Regions from separate parts of the Danio rerio genome. Here region 2 is linked to region 1. The links are chromatin contacts, called in public Hi-C maps. All regions are on one chromosome and are shown on one strand. The core of a region is the stretch at or near the end of the contact, and the rest is flanking DNA. Distances in the headings are between cores, read along the strand shown. Region 1 overlaps LOC137490495 (a long non-coding RNA gene). Region 2 holds the start of nfil3-2 (nuclear factor, interleukin 3 regulated, member 2).

Region 1 (2,915 bases), core at 169-2,668:
ATAATATCCCTAAAAAAGATTTCTTTAAATATCTGCAGATATTTTGTTACTAGACACAGCAGTCTTACCTAGCTCTGATTTCTTTTTGGATAGATTCTTTCTTAAGAATACTGAAGTCAAGCTCTTTCTTTCCAAAATTTACTCCACTATAAACCAGTAAATCTGGTTTCATTGCAGAAGACAGGGAGTAAGAACTTAAAATGCGACAATGTGTGATATTATCAGACTACCCTTGAATATTTCAGTCTGCAACAGATTTAAAGAAATGCAATTTAATATTGCACAGAGCTTACATATCACCAAATAAATATAGTAAAATAAATCACACTACCACCTCAATGTCCAGATTAAAAAATATAATGAAATGTCTTTAAACCTCTACTAATGTTGGGCAGGAAATTAATTATGAATAAATGATTCGAGACAACCTTTTCTTGTCAAGAACTGGATAATTCTGATTAACGAAATCATAATTATGGAAAAGTTTAAACATACTGTATATTGAAAGAAAAATCCAAATAATTTCAGAAGCTTTTGGAAATTCCTTTGACTTATCATGGCATTGATTATGTCTATTATCCGTTACCGTGCACACTATGATATTGTTTTACTGTTTTGAATTAAACCACAGATTTTTTATTTAATTTGTACTATACATTTTTTCCTTCGTTCTTTTTTTTACTTAAAAATACCACATTCTGTGTGTGTTCTACTCATTGCTGTGTATAAAACTCATTCTGAAAAATTAAATAAAAAAACTGGTAAAAACTACTAAGTTAACTGATCAATTTGAGATGTTTTCCTGAAATGGGTTGCAGCCGGAAAGGCATCCACTGCGTAAAACATTTGCTGAATAAGTTAGCGGTTCATTCCGCTGTGGCGACCCCAGATTAGAAAGGGACTAAGCTGAAAAGAAAATGAATGAATGGATCAATCTTGAGTTGGGACAACACAAAGCAATTGTGTGGAAGCCAGCCTTTTTACAGTGTACATAAAGATGCATAGGCTATTTATGCTTTATGGTATAGGCTGGTGGTGGATAAGAAGATTCCCCTCAATGTGTAAAGCGCTTTAAGTTTCCAGAAAAGCTATATATATATAAGGAATTATTATTATTATAATGACATTTATATAACAGTATAAAGTGTCTTTAATCATTTAGGGCTGCATTATAAGCATGAGAATTTGTCTTTATTTACCAAATATAAAAACAGGAAGGATAGCCAGCAGCTACTGATCCACAATGTCCTCTTGCGCATTTCCTAATACACTTTGATTCGTACTCCGTGTGCCACCCGTATTATGAAGGCTCAGGCAGTCCGTCTTGTTTCTGAATTATTGCTGCCCTCGCCATAAACTACAAGGCTGGAGATCAGAATCAAGCGCCTGAGGGAAGGGCTTTTCTGGTTGGTGCACAACGGAGGCCAAGAGCTCAGTGTCCTGCGGGATTGGTGTGACGCGAGTACTGTCGTCACTTATGATCATCTGATGGTTTCTTGCCAAATTATATTTTACACCCTGGCAGAGCCGTGCGCGCTTTATTAACCGCTTCAGACCTTGCATCCATTTCAGCAGATTTGTCAGCTTGTCTTTACCCAATTTAAAGTTGTAGTCCATAAGATTGGACATTTCTCATCCAATTGAATGGCAGTTAGCCTCTGCATGTTGTAATAATACATTGCACTTAAGACAAGAATGGCCCCAGCAAACAATTATGTGCCTAAAAGTAGACAGCTTGGCTAAAACAAGCCTAAACTTGGGCTGTCAGTAAAAATCTAATCTTAAATCCAAGAATAGCCCAAAATTAGACATATGACTTCATATGTGTAGTCATTCATTCCTGTTTATTTGACTAGTAGTCTAGTTTTGGGCTATTCTTAGACGTCTATTAAATTTTCACTGGCAGCCTAAATTTAGCCTTGTTTTAGCCAAGACGACTATGTTTAGACGTCTATTAGACATCAGTTAAAAACAAAAAAAAAAATGCTTACTGGTAACTTCAAGAGCTCACACTTAGCTCATGATTTATACATGGCTTGTTTGGCGTGCTGTCCCAGGAGAGAGCCATGAGCTCAAGGGATCCTCTGGCCCAGGGCTCCCCCCTTTCGCAGGGCGAGGGGAGATTGAGCTCAGGTCAATCTCAAACTCCCCTGCTGCGGAGGCCAAGGTGAATTAATTGGTGATTAAGGCTTATTTTATCTATAATATAGAGCACATTTGGTGGGAGGAAACCGGGGGAAACCCACGCGGACACGGTGAGAACATGCAAACTCCGCACAGAAATACCACATGGCCAGGCGAGGACCCAACGTCATTGGCATTCTTGCTGTGAGGCAACAGTACTAGTCACTGAGCCACCGTGCCGCCCATTCTAGATAAAGGTAGAAAAAGGGGAGGAGGGGAGTTTCCGCCGGACGAAGATAGTTGTAGAAAGCAAATGAGGATATGTGTAGTGACTTGGGATCCTTTGATTGGAGGATCATGATTAGCTAATGCGGGCCAGTTGGGTCAATCATGAGCACGTGCTTCTCTCGAAATTAATTTAAAATTAAACTTCACTTTGTGTTTAATAGACGTCTAATAGACATCTAAACGTAGACAGCTTGGCTAAAACAAGGCTAAACTTGGGCTGTCAGTGAAAATCTAATAGACGTCTAAGAATAGCCCAAAACTAGACTAGTCGTCACAGACAGAGACTTCATATGTGTAGTCATTCATTCCTGTTTATTTGACTACTACACTGAAAAAAATTATTCAGAGATGACTCCTTGGATTTACTCAATTTTTTAACGTAAAGGGGTTGTAAACAATTCATCTGTGTTGAATTTAAACAAACAAATTAAGTTGAACATTAATAAACTTAATTTGTTTGTTTAAATTCAACACAAATAAATTGTTTGCAACAGTTCTGCATG
Region 2 (2,915 bases), core at 226-2,725, 110 kb before region 1:
GGCTTGTTATTTATCAGCTAACGTATTTTTTCATATATATATATATATATATATATATATATATATATATATATATATATATATATATATATATATATATATATATATATATATATATATATTTCCTAGGAAGTCTTTTAATTAAGTGTCACTTAAGAAAGTGACAGTACTGCACATTGGAGCACCAGACCATTTGGATTGTGAAGCCAGGAGATGTGTTGTAACATTTGATGTTAATGTTGGAAAAGCTGAAACATCTTGCACTGTTTCCTTCAGAGCAGATGATGCAATACTGGATATGGTTTCAAAATGTTAAAGCAAATCATGTGTTCATTGGTAATGCTTAACAGATGTGAATTCATGTTTGCAGTCTTGATGGAAATCTGTGCAAAGGGTGACGCTGAACTTGTGTCAGAAAGAGGATACTAATCTTAAGTAATGTTCTTGGATCTCATTGAACAGAAATGTAGTTTGGGTAATCTCTGACTGCATTCTTAACCGTGTTCCTTTTGCATAATAGGAGTCCAATGTCTAGCCAGAGAGTAAAGGTTAAGGGTCGCAGACAGAAATCAATAGCAGGGGTTAGCAGGTCAGACAGTGGTTGCCAGGCAACAAAAAGAATTTCGTGGTTCTCAAGGTCGAGTAGATGCAGCAATAGAACATGACAAAGGACCGGCTAAACATTCCACTTCCAAATATTCTAATTACCCAGCCATACAGAGAGGTGTGGAAAGTTTCTGTAAAACTGGAATGGCAAATTAGAAGATTTTAAGGTGCCTAAAGGCAAAATATGAATTGATTTAGCTTTTGAGGAATAACAAATCTGTCTTTTCTCTTTCATGTGTGCAGCCTTTCATCGAACAGCCAGCTGGAGGCTTTGAGAGCAGAAGCACCCCTCCCCAAGAGGCTGACAAGCTGGGGCAGACCGAGTGACCTATATCCACCAACACGCCCAAGGCACTGGGACACATCTCTGTCGGCGTGATAGAGAGGTTACATAAAGGAATAAAAGTGAAGACAAAGAAAAGAGGTCAAAATCCTTTAAGCAAATCTGGTGATCATCTCTGTACTTGAGGACCTTGATCGCACCCCTTTTGTCTTGATAGACTGACCTACATTGTGCGCAAAATAGAGAGAAGATTTTACTTGAGGGATCCCTTGGATCTGTTAAATGCAGGGGATTCATATAGAGGTACACCTATTCTTGCTTTTCTTAGCCAACTTGGACACTTGATCATCTAAAGATACTTGTTTGAGATTCACATCAACAAAACCAATGAGGTTCAGCTTTCCAGAAGCTAAAACACCTCATCAAGTCTTTGCTGATCCAGCTACTTAGTTGAAGATATTCCAGTCTACAGTACATCAGGATATCCTGCAGACCTTTCTTCCCTTCACCTCATCCCTGTTTCTACATTCAATTGCATTTCCAATGACGAAGCAAGGATCTCAAACGGGCTCTTATTGAAACAAGATGGAAAGTTTGAACTTACAAATTTCAACAAATTCCAGTGAAAACTTAGAGAACACCGAAAGCTTTTCAGACTACAGTGATCTTCATTCGCCTCAAGACATCCCTCGGCAGAGCCGCCTTCTCAAACCAAAGCCAAACAACATGAGTTGTCGACGCAAGCGTGAGTTCATCTCAGATGAGAAAAAGGATGCATCCTACTGGGAAAAGCGCCGCAAGAACAATGAGGCAGCCAAGCGCTCTCGGGAGAAACGCCGCTTTAATGACATGATCCTAGAGAACAGAGTTCTTGCACTGAACGATGAGAATGTACGCCTGAAAACTGAACTTTTACAGCTTAAACTCAGGTTTGGGCTGATAAGTACAGCCTCCTATATGGAAAAGAGTCAGCAGATTGGTAGTGCTGTCAATAGATCTTCTGGCAGCAGCTCCTCATCTTCCTCTACCACCGGTCACTTCTACTCCAGTGGGTACTCCAGTGTTTCTCAAATGATGTTGAACTCTGATTCTTCTGAAGCCGAGCATTCTTGTCGAGGGGACGGCAATGTGAAAATGGCGAAGTACTCACCACGAGGTTCCCTCTCTGATATGTCTGACGGCTCCTCTCGGGATAGCCCAGAGCCACTGCCGTATGACATCAAGCAGGAAGGGATGGGTCTAGAGATGGACATAGTCAGTAACACCACATCACAAATGATGTTCAACCTTCATTCAAGACTGCCTGCTGTACTTCGAACCATCGAACCAGGTTATTCAACCAACCAACAGAAGCAACTCCACCAGGAGACTGCTGCAAGTCCAGCCAACCCTCAATCTGCTCAAAGAAGTGTCATCTCATACCGTTCTAGCATTGCCTCATATCCGGTGGAAAGTCAGGACATTATTCCACAAGAACAGCAGAACTTCACTCAGGCTACAGAGGAACAGAGCAGAAGCCTGGTTTCCAAACAGCTAGAGAGAAGACCATTTGACTCTCCATCTTACGAATGCCCAGATGACGAGGCAGCCGAAAGGCAGGCTTACATTGTTCAGAGACAAACTTCCAGGATCAATGCTGCTCCAGATCTTCAAATAAGACCAGGGGAGGCAGATGAAACACAAGAGTATCACTGTCCAACCAGCACCAGGGAGAACGATGAGCCTCCAGTGCTGACCTATGAAGGAGGTCTGAGTCAAGAAGAGTATTTTGAGGCTCACTCAGGAAAGGACAGCTCCTCAACAGATGGGGATCCCAGGAGCTCTGATAAGGAGGGCTCCACCGATGACGAGTCACCCTCATCTTCTTGCTCCGACACAGGCAGCTATCACCCTCACATATTCATGACCCAGAACTCCTTTTCTCCCAGCCAGAGCAAAGACGGTCAAGCAGAAGTCAAAGGCACTGCCCTACCACACAAACTGAGACTCAAGCATAGGGCTCAAAGTGATGGAAGAGCATCATCTC

The links. A called contact is a pair of places that touch in the nucleus more often than the background predicts.
Region 2: a contact with region 1 is called in a Hi-C map of an unstated tissue, with 2.2 times the contacts expected there. The contact joins the promoter of nfil3-2 here to the enhancer-like site in region 1.

Annotation. Positions count from the first base shown.
Region 1 is chr3:12,616,719-12,619,633 of GRCz12tu, reverse strand. It overlaps LOC137490495 (a long non-coding RNA gene), which reads right to left. Exons shown (of 2, transcript XR_011010021.2): 1 at 1-2,915. Among named protein-coding and RNA genes, the nearest start is that of zgc:63569, 64 kb to the right of the region's middle. Within about 2 kb of position 1,418, at least 4 of the 62 cell types and tissues checked have an H3K27ac peak or open chromatin away from gene starts, as enhancers often do.
Region 2 is chr3:12,730,316-12,733,230 of GRCz12tu, reverse strand. nfil3-2 (nuclear factor, interleukin 3 regulated, member 2) reads left to right here and starts at 1,475. Exons shown (of 1, transcript NM_001197065.1): 1 at 1,475-2,915. The coding sequence starts at 1,475.